Regions from separate parts of the Mus musculus genome. Here region 1 is linked to region 2. A link is a contact called in public Hi-C data. All regions are on one chromosome and are shown on one strand. Each heading gives the region's core, a stretch centred on a gene start, on an enhancer-like site or on the middle of the called end of the contact. The rest is flanking DNA. Distances are from core to core; before and after follow the strand shown.

Region 1 (4,538 bases), core at 240-2,739, 240 kb before region 2:
CTATACTCTTCTTCAACTTTAAAATCAAAGATGTTGCAACTATGTGGGAAATGTAACTTAGCACATGACCTGGACTTTTTTTTTTAATGTGTTGAAAGTCAATACATCATGTAGAAGCAGGAAGGCCCTCTACAGGCATGGAACTTAAAATAAGAAGATGGGCTTCGCATTTATTCTACTTAGGAAACTAAGCAAGGTGCCTAATTTCTCTGGATAGCCATTTTCTTTTCATCTTTTAAACAAAACCAATAGATGAGTCCATCCTACTGCCCAAACGCACAAGAGAAGCTCATTCTTTCCCCTCTTCTATGTTTTCACTGGGAGTGTGGAGGAATCAGGAGCCGTCACTGTATCCTACACAGCTTGAAGTCTGTACACCTGAATCAGGGAGCAAACAGTAAAATTGCTTGTTTCCAATCTCTGCAGCACGACACTACCGTGAGTGGCCTGCAGATGGCGCTAGATGTTTATAATGGAGTTCTGCCTCCCTACGCTTCTTGCCACATGATGGAATTGTACCATGATAAGGGGTAAGTGCCTGCTTTGCTCTTATCAGTTTGGGTCTGTTTGTTTGTGTTGATGGGGTCCAACTATGTATCCTTGGCTACCCTGGAACTCATTATGCAAACCTGGCTGTCTGGAACGCATAGATTTTTTTTATTATCCTTTATATTTTTTATCCTTTTTTTTATTATTATTATTATTACTAATCCTTGGAGACTTTTATAAATGCATTCAATGTATTTTGGATGTGTTCACCTTCATCTTCTCCTGAACTCCTCCTGGATCCAACACACACACACACACACACACACACACACACTTTCCCAACATCATGTCACTTACGATGGCCATTTAATCATGGATGTGGGACTATCTGCTGGAGAGCGTCATTTTCCAGGACCACACCTCCAAAGCAAACTAACTATTCCTCTTCTATAACCCATTAACCCTCTAAGCTCTCAGCTAGGCATTTCTTTCTTGACTTGCTTGTTTAGACAGCGTTTCACTACATAGCTGGGGTCAGTCGGTCTTGAACTCAGTCTGTAACACAAGCTGGCATTGATCTTCCCTCCTCAGCCTTCAGATTGCTGGAGTTACAGACTTGTGCTGCTATCCCAGCCTGCTATTATTGAGTCTTGCTGGCTTAAGGCCATTGTGTCAGTCTCTACTTGGTTTGGCTTTATACTCAGAGGGCAGGGATAGTGATAACAATACCTTTGACTCTTTCAATTCTGTGAGCCTTTTATTGGGAAATAATGTACACACAGAAGATAGATTGAGAGAAACATACAAAGTGAAAGAAATTAATTTTTTTTAAATGAAGGCAATATAATGAGTAGGCAGACATTACATTTTTTTTTCCTTGCGGGAAGAAACTGTCTGGTACAAGACACCAAGAGGGAAAGAAAGATGCTTGATGGGTATGTAAAATATCTTTCAATTAAACAGTGCAAACCGCAGTTCCTGTGACTCATATCTGTCAGCTGATGGTCATAAAGTCCTACTGCTAAGCAGTATTAACCCACTGGTGGCTTAGTATGACCCTCCACCAATGACTAGCTTGGCCTCTGAGAGAAGAAAGAGCAAAGAAAAGTCAGGTTAGAGATGTCAGATGTCCTAGTTTACTGGGACTTCGGCCATTTTGAACATTCTATGAATACCTTGGAAGACACACAACGGCTGCATCAGCCCCTCAGGAGCAGCGCCAGCAGGACGGTTTCACATTGTTTATATCATACATTTTGCTATCACAAGACTTGGCTAGATAGGAACTTACTACCATTTCAACCTAGGCCAAAGGCAGAGAGCACCTCCCCTGGAGGCATAGCTGCAACTGGTGCTAGCAAGGCAAGACTAACTGATGAAACTCTCATTTTCACATGAGCTGTGTGCTCTGATTGGCCCAGATCCATGCCTTCATTTACATATGAGGTGCACTGTGATTGGTCCACATACCTCTCCTCTCACAGGTTTGCAGGCTGTTCAGAATCTCTTAGCAGGGAGACTCTTTCCTGGAAGGAAATATTAAGACACCACCCAGACTTCATCCTCAGCCAATTTCTTAACTATTTACAAAGAAAGTGGGTCCATCATGGTCAGGAGGAGGTAGACATTCTTTCCTGAACCTCTGACTGGGTGCCAGGCATGAAAAAGTAAAGTGCCACCTTAGCTTCTCTTGCTCTCAAACACCTCACATGAAGGGAGAGAAAACCCCCACCGTGGAAACTAGTGAATAGATCAGTAAACGCTTGGAAACAAACGCTCTCCCGTTCACAGCCGAGTCTGAAGGCCCCTCTGAGCATGGAGTTGAGAAATCTAGCTAAAACCCTAGCGTCAGCTCTAGGCGTAGGCTGTCTCTTCAGATCTAAAGCAAGAGGCATTGTCAGCTCTCCTCAGCTCTCTCTCCTCTCTGGGGTCTGCACCACAGTCCTGAGCTTACTGGGGTGTGAAGTCCTCGGCTGGCATATTGGGGTGTGCAGTTCTAAACTTGATTTATTGGGGGTGCAGTCCTGAACTTGCTTATCGGGGTGTGAAGTCATAAATTGTTGGGGCACTAACTACAGTATGTTCTCACCGGCTCACTTTCTCTAAAGGCCTCAATCAAGTCCCTAATATTAACTTTTTCACCAAAAAAAAAAAAAAAAAACACACACATACACAAACTTTAACAAAAAGTCACACACAAACCCACAGGTTAATCTAGGATAACTTTCTCTACTCCAGGAACGAATCAAAGGTTAAAAGTGATTGCTTGCTTTTAAGTTAGAACAAGGGAGTGGGGGCGGTTTCCAAAGTTAACATAGGCTTTAGCTGTTTATTACCTGGTCCTGGCTCCAAGGTCACCCTAGACTTTCTACTGAAAGAAGAAAAGATAACAACACAAAGGAAGGCTGTTTTCAGTTCCTGGCCGTTCTTAATCCGAGAGCTGTTGAAACTGTAGGTGGCATGGCTACCCTGCACTTAAAGGAGTTGTTCTAGAAACAGGATCTTGCAATGTAACCCAAGCAGGACTGCAGCTTGCAAGTCCTCTTTTGGGTCCCTGTGGTGGAGTTACAGGCCTCAGTGCCACACCTGATCTACTTCAAGGGTTTTTCTCTCTGATTTGGCATATAAGTTTAAAGCTGGAGATAATATATAGTGATTCCCTGTGCTAAAATGCCATATTTTTCCATTTTTTAAAGATTTATTTATTTTATGTATATAAGTACACTGTAGCTGTCTTCAGACACACCAGAAGAGAGCATCAGATCCCATTACAGATGGTTGGGAGCCACCGTGTTGTTGCTGGGAATTGAACTCAGGACCTCTGGAAGAGCAGTCAGTGCTCTTGAACACTGAGCCATCTCTCCAGTCCCCCATTTTCGCATTATGTGCCACAATTTTATCCTTTGTGTGCCTTTAGTAGGCATCTTCACCATGAGATCCTATGTAGATACTACTCTACATTGATTGATTAATTAATTAATTAGATATGTTAATTCACAAAATTAGCTTTCCCTTCTGCATCAGTGAAGATCAGGCTCTTAGAGGCTTCACACAATGGAAATTAAGCCTTGTGTATCTAAGCCTCCAGCACTGGTCACTCGGTCAAGGCTGGTGTTTTGCATTGCGATAGCATTTGATGAGAATCAGGCACTGGGCTTTTGACCTACAGCTGGAAGCACCTGTAGGCAGCTTTTACAAAGAAGTTAGGGAGTGGAAATGCGATTGTATCAAATCCCTCAGTCCCAAAGAAACATGTCTTTTTTGTTGATACTTTACTGGTTAAAATGACACACTTGATCCCATGAGCTACAAGGGAGTCTTCAAAATGCAGTCACTTCTGGGCCATAATTCTAGTCTTTGAAAAGATAGTTATGATTTTGCTGGACTATTGGTCATCAAGGCCACTTGAGGAGGAGGAAAGGGGAAGGCTGTTTCTGAAAATGTCACTCCAAGATATAAGTACCAACTCATGCCATAGTGGAGAGTTTTGTTTTGTTTTTTTAAGTAGATGTATCTTAAGGGATGGAGAAATGGCTTAAAGGATGCAGTGCTTGCTATGCAGATGTGAGGACTTGAACTCAGATCCCAGCATCCACATTAAAACTGTGTATGTGTGCATCTTAGAGCCTCAGTCCTCCTGGATGTCAAACATAGGCAGATCCTGGCAACAAACGGCCAGACACGATAGCCAAAACAGCCAGCTCCACGTCCATCACTGAGAGACCCTGGTTCCAAATTACGGGGCAAAGCAAGCGAGGAAGATGCCTGACATTGTCCTCTGATCTCCACCCATGAACACATAGGTGTGCGTGTGCCCACACACACACATGCCGTATCACACGCATAGACACACAAACAAAACATATCTCATGAATGAACATTCGCAGTACTGTGTCCATTCTTTAAAGTACTTCTTTAAAGGCACGCATGAAACAGCATCTACATGTTGAAATATGAGGTCATTACAATGAGACAGGTCATTAAAGCCTACTTGAATTTCTCTCCTGACTCTTTCATAAGCGAGTTAATTCCACAAACAGGTTGGTGCA
Region 2 (4,391 bases), core at 342-2,841:
ACTATTACTTATTCCACCTCTCCACGGATATTTCAATGCTTAAGTCCTTTCACCTAAATCACTTCATTTCTTTATCAAGACTAATGGATACAGGCAAATATTACAGGAAAGGAACTTTGATCTCTGAATTTATGTTACAGTTAAATCCCCAGATAGAAAGGCCAGGCACAGTTTACTGAAACCATATGAAATGGTTTTATACTGGAACTGTATAAAAGTAAAAAAAAAACAAAAATCAAAAACCAAACAAAAAATACCCTCTCTATTTACAAAACACCAGACTAAAACCAGATTCACTTGTCAGTGGGGAAAGGTATTCTTGGAGTCACCTCCTCCCGTTTAATTCCCTTGCTTCAAGAACTTAGGCCTTAAGTGGTGCTAAAAACAGTGAAGTGGAATGTCTAGAATCGAATTGGTATATTTTAGCTGGTATTATTAACCTAGCCCCAGGTGACTAAGGTCAATTAAACAAAATGGCACCAGCCCCTCAGAAACTGATCTTTAGATTGTAGCACAGAAGGTCACAGAAGATATCTATTAGGAATTCAAGAGTGTTCAGCCGCAACACTCTCGGTGAATTAGACACATAATTTTAGTCCTTAACAAGACTGCACTGCATAATGGATACTGCACCTCTGCTCCTGCCCTCTAATTCAGACTAGCCTGGGATTCGAGTACAAATTATCCAGGAAGCATCCTTGCAGGGAAAGAAATCCCGACCGGGCAAATGAGACACCCACCCAGGGCCAAAGGAAGCGAAGCACCAAGCACAGACATGTTCCCAGGAGGCAAAGGCTATGGTTGATACCTGTATTGAGTAACAGTCAGCACAGCCCGGGAATCTGACCCAAAGCCCGGCAAGTGCTGATTCAGGTAGGCCTCCAGGGACCTGAGGTCGAACTTGTGCTGGGGTAGCACTTCCACGGTGTCACTGGTGACATCCGTCTCCATGACCGCCACTGTTGTCACCGAGGAATCCACAGACTGTACGGAGGTTGCGCCAAGGCAGAAAGGAGACCGGCACTTGGGGGGGGGGGGGGGGGGGCGTGGTCGGGCGGGGCTTAGGAGAAGCCAATCACCGGGACTCTGGGCAGTGTTGCTGCAAAGCCATGTGGGAGGCGGAGTCTGGGACTCGGAGTCTGGTGGAGAAATAAAAGAATTGCCTGTTGTGGGACCAGACTTAGAATTTACCCTCAGCGTCAGAGCTGGAGTCCTCAGTCTTATAGAAAAACAAGGTCGCAAACGTGACTCTGGCGAATGAAGACAAACAGCTGTCACCCTAGACTAAGGACGCGCCAGCGGAAGACCTGTGCGGTCCGTGCAAGAAGAGAGTCCGCCAGAACCTTGAGCCTGCATTAAAAGACCCTGGTGTTTCTCATGGCCTCCTAGATAGGAAAGACGGAATGGCCGTCGACTTGATCTGGACACATATGATGCTGGCTCTGCTGAGACCTGGGTCTTGGTTCTAGAGAAGAAAGCTAAGTGTTTTGAGGAGTGTTTTTATTTATTATTATTATTTTTTTTTTTTTTTTACCGAGCGGAGCGATGGCGGCGGCGCACCGGAAGTGGCACGCCGGAAGCCCGGTGGGCGTGCCGGAGACGTGTCTTACTGGGAGCCTTGGAGCCGCTTCGCCGGTGTCTGGACCTGGAAGGCTGTGTCTGTTCCTCCTGCGCTTCGTGGGCCCAGCGAGGCAGCGTGGGGAGGCGGCGACGACGGCGACGGCGGCGGTCCGGCCTGGGATCGGAGGCCACCGGGAGCCCAGCCATGGCCGACTCGGTGGAGCGGCTGCGACAGCGGGTTGAGGAGCTGGAGCAGGAACTCGCCCGGGAGAGAACCCGGCGCTCTGGAGGGGACGGCCACTGCGGCCGGACCCGCATCCAGGAGATGAGCGACGAGGTGTTGGATTCCAATCCCTACAGGTGATCCATGACGGGGCGGGCAGGGCCACGCTCCGCGCGAGGGATTCAGCCGGCCTCCTGCCGCTCCTTTCCTGCTGTGGAGGTCCAGTTCCCAGATGGGCAAGGCCATGTCTTATGCTAGTCAGAAGATATTCTTCACCAAGCGAGTTGGCTCACGATTCATCGTAGCATTCGGGAGGGTGAGGTAGAGGGGGTTGTCGTGAGGTCCAGGTCAGTCTGGGCTACAGGAGTTGTAGGCCACTTTGGGCTGTGTAGTGAGACCCCTTTTTTTCTGCAAGGAAGGAAAATAACATTTTATTAAAAAAAAACAAACAATCCAAGCCATCCATCCATATGGTGGAGCTCTTCTGCCTGCTGTCCTGTACCCAGTTTCCTGTCACCATTATCTTTATTAGTCTACCTGGCTCTGCATCGGCTGATGCATAGAAAGCTCTGTCAGAGTATAATATCTCATGTAAAGTCGCCGAGGATAGAGCACCGTTTCCTAAATGCCTCTTGGTGTAACTTAGATGGAGCAGGGTGAGGGAGAGTTAGTTACTAGGGTGCTCACGAATATCCCTGAATATTGGCTTTGCCAGGGCTCCTGACCCCTCCTCTTTGCTCTCCTTAAATGGGCTTAGAAGATTGAGTGGCTTCACTTCTCAGCTTACTGAGTAGTCAGTAACTTAGAACGGTTTCTAACAGCTGCTGAACTTCTGGGTGAGATTGTTCCCTGTAAGTGGGGCCACAGGAACGCCTGTTTCCGCCATAGTTCTGAAGACTGAAGCAGTTTATGTGCAGTTCTTAGAACAGCAGTCGTGCATGGCAAACCTCGTAGACGACCACAGTCGGCAGCATGCTGTTAGACCTCCCGTTACATGTATGTTTCTTCTCACCACGGTCCTAGGGGATTGCTGATCATTTTCTCTCATCCTGGAGGTGAGAAAAGTGTAGGGAGCTATTTTAGATGGACTGCAGTATACAATAGAATCTGTGGCATTAGGTCCCTCCCCAGCAAGTCTCTAAGGCTATAAGCAGTGAGGCTAAAACCTGGGTAGTTTTAAACGTAGGTAAAGTTCCAGAAAGAGGACTCTGTGGGCTATGGGTCTAGAGACACTCTTGGGTGGTGAAGTTGGTAACGCCTGCATGTGAGTGTACGTAGACATTTCTGAGAACTGCTGGAGTTAGGTTGAGTGAGTGCAAACATGTAGGAGATTAGGCATAAGGAAGATGCAGTTGCTGCCTGAGGAGTCAAGGTTGTGAAAGAAGGGGAACTGCTAAAATACCCACCCAGCAGTGAACAGTTAGGATCTAATCAAAAGGACAATGGCTACTGAGACAGGAAGTGTTTGTGCATCTGTGATGGACATTTAAGAGTGAAGACTTCAGAAGACTGAGAAGCAAGAAGTGAAAATACTAGAATAGTGTGTGCAGCTCTAAATAGGGTCACATAGGGTTAAAGTGGAGAGGCGGGGTTAACCAGAGGGCTGCTGACAGATGTCTAACAACCACAGGTCCATGTGTGCAGTAAAGATCAAACACACAAAAACTTTAATGTGTTATATAGGTATATACCACAGTGTGCACGTGTGCACACATAAATACACACTTATACACAATAATAGAGCAGATGAGTACTGCTTCTTAGAATCCTTGGCAGACAACAGATATTCCCCAATGCAGATATCCTTCCTTTTGGGCAGAGGCCGTGAGCTTATTTCATTGTCTTTATATACTAACAAAACAAGGGAAAACAATGCCATTTCCCTTTGATCTTTACCATTTAAACCATTAGGTGTAGACCTTGACTACACGTTAAGATAAAGAAGGTATTTTAGAAGAACAATACAGTTTCACAGGTAACACGAGAATTCATGGTTTTAAACCTAGTGATTTACCTAGCAAAAGGTAGCTTTTGAGTTCAGCTAGTCATCAGATTTGCTGTGTTTCCCAGGCTGGCTGTGAATTCCTAATCCTCCTGCCTCAGCCTCTAAAGTGCTAGGATTACAGATACATGCCACCATGTCCACCTAGATTCCACCTCTTTTGAAGTAGTAATGATTGAGTTTTGGTGATTGTTTCCTTTGATGGAGCCTGTCTATACATATCACTGTTAGCTGAAAGATTGCAAGCTTAGGCTGGAGAGCACTGGCTGCTCTTCACAGGACCCAGGTTTGATCCCCAGCACCGACGTGGCAGTTCATGCATAACTCTAGTCCCAGGTGATCTGCCACCCGCCTCTGGCCTCTGTAGCCACTGCATATGTATACCTGCAGTACTGCATGTATATACCTGCAACTCACCCATCCGCATGAAAATAAAGATGAATAACAAGAATGCAAATGCTCTAAATTTGTTTTGTTTTCCTTTAAGCCGTCTGATGGCATTGAAACGGATGGGAATTGTCAGTGACTATAAGGTATGATGACCTTGATTTCGGGAAATGAGACTAATTTCTAGTGACAAATCTAACAGTATTAACAGGTACCGTT

What was found. A called contact is a pair of places that touch in the nucleus more often than the background predicts.
Region 1: a Hi-C map of adipose-derived mesenchymal stem cells shows a contact between it and region 2, with 4 times the contacts expected there. The contact joins the enhancer-like site here to the promoter of Uba5 in region 2. A contact is called at or near these places in 1 of 39 promoter capture datasets (embryonic stem cells), 15 of 484 Hi-C or Micro-C datasets (the Ba/F3 cell line, the G1E-ER4 cell line, the HL-1 cell line and 6 more), 3 of 115 datasets of contacts at active chromatin or transcription factors (embryonic stem cells and epiblast stem cells) and 3 of 9 other capture datasets (adipose tissue, embryonic stem cells and liver).

Annotation. Positions count from the first base shown.
Region 1 is chr9:104,302,877-104,307,414 of GRCm38.p6, reverse strand. Acpp (acid phosphatase, prostate) reads left to right here. Exons shown (of 11, transcript NM_207668.2): 9 at 427-530. Among named protein-coding and RNA genes, the nearest start is that of Acpp, 33 kb to the left of the region's middle. Within about 2 kb of position 1,489, at least 39 of the 459 cell types and tissues checked have an H3K27ac peak or open chromatin away from gene starts, as enhancers often do. A contact at or near this core is called in the HL-1 cell line, adipose-derived mesenchymal stem cells and nephron progenitors, where this site is marked.
Region 2 is chr9:104,060,321-104,064,711 of GRCm38.p6, reverse strand. It overlaps Uba5 (ubiquitin-like modifier activating enzyme 5), which reads left to right and starts at 1,591. Exons shown (of 12, transcript NM_025692.3): 1 at 1,591-1,920; 2 at 4,273-4,318. The coding sequence starts at 1,766. It overlaps Acad11 (acyl-Coenzyme A dehydrogenase family, member 11), which reads right to left and starts at 988. Exons shown (of 20, transcript NM_175324.4): 1 at 809-988. The coding sequence starts at 951.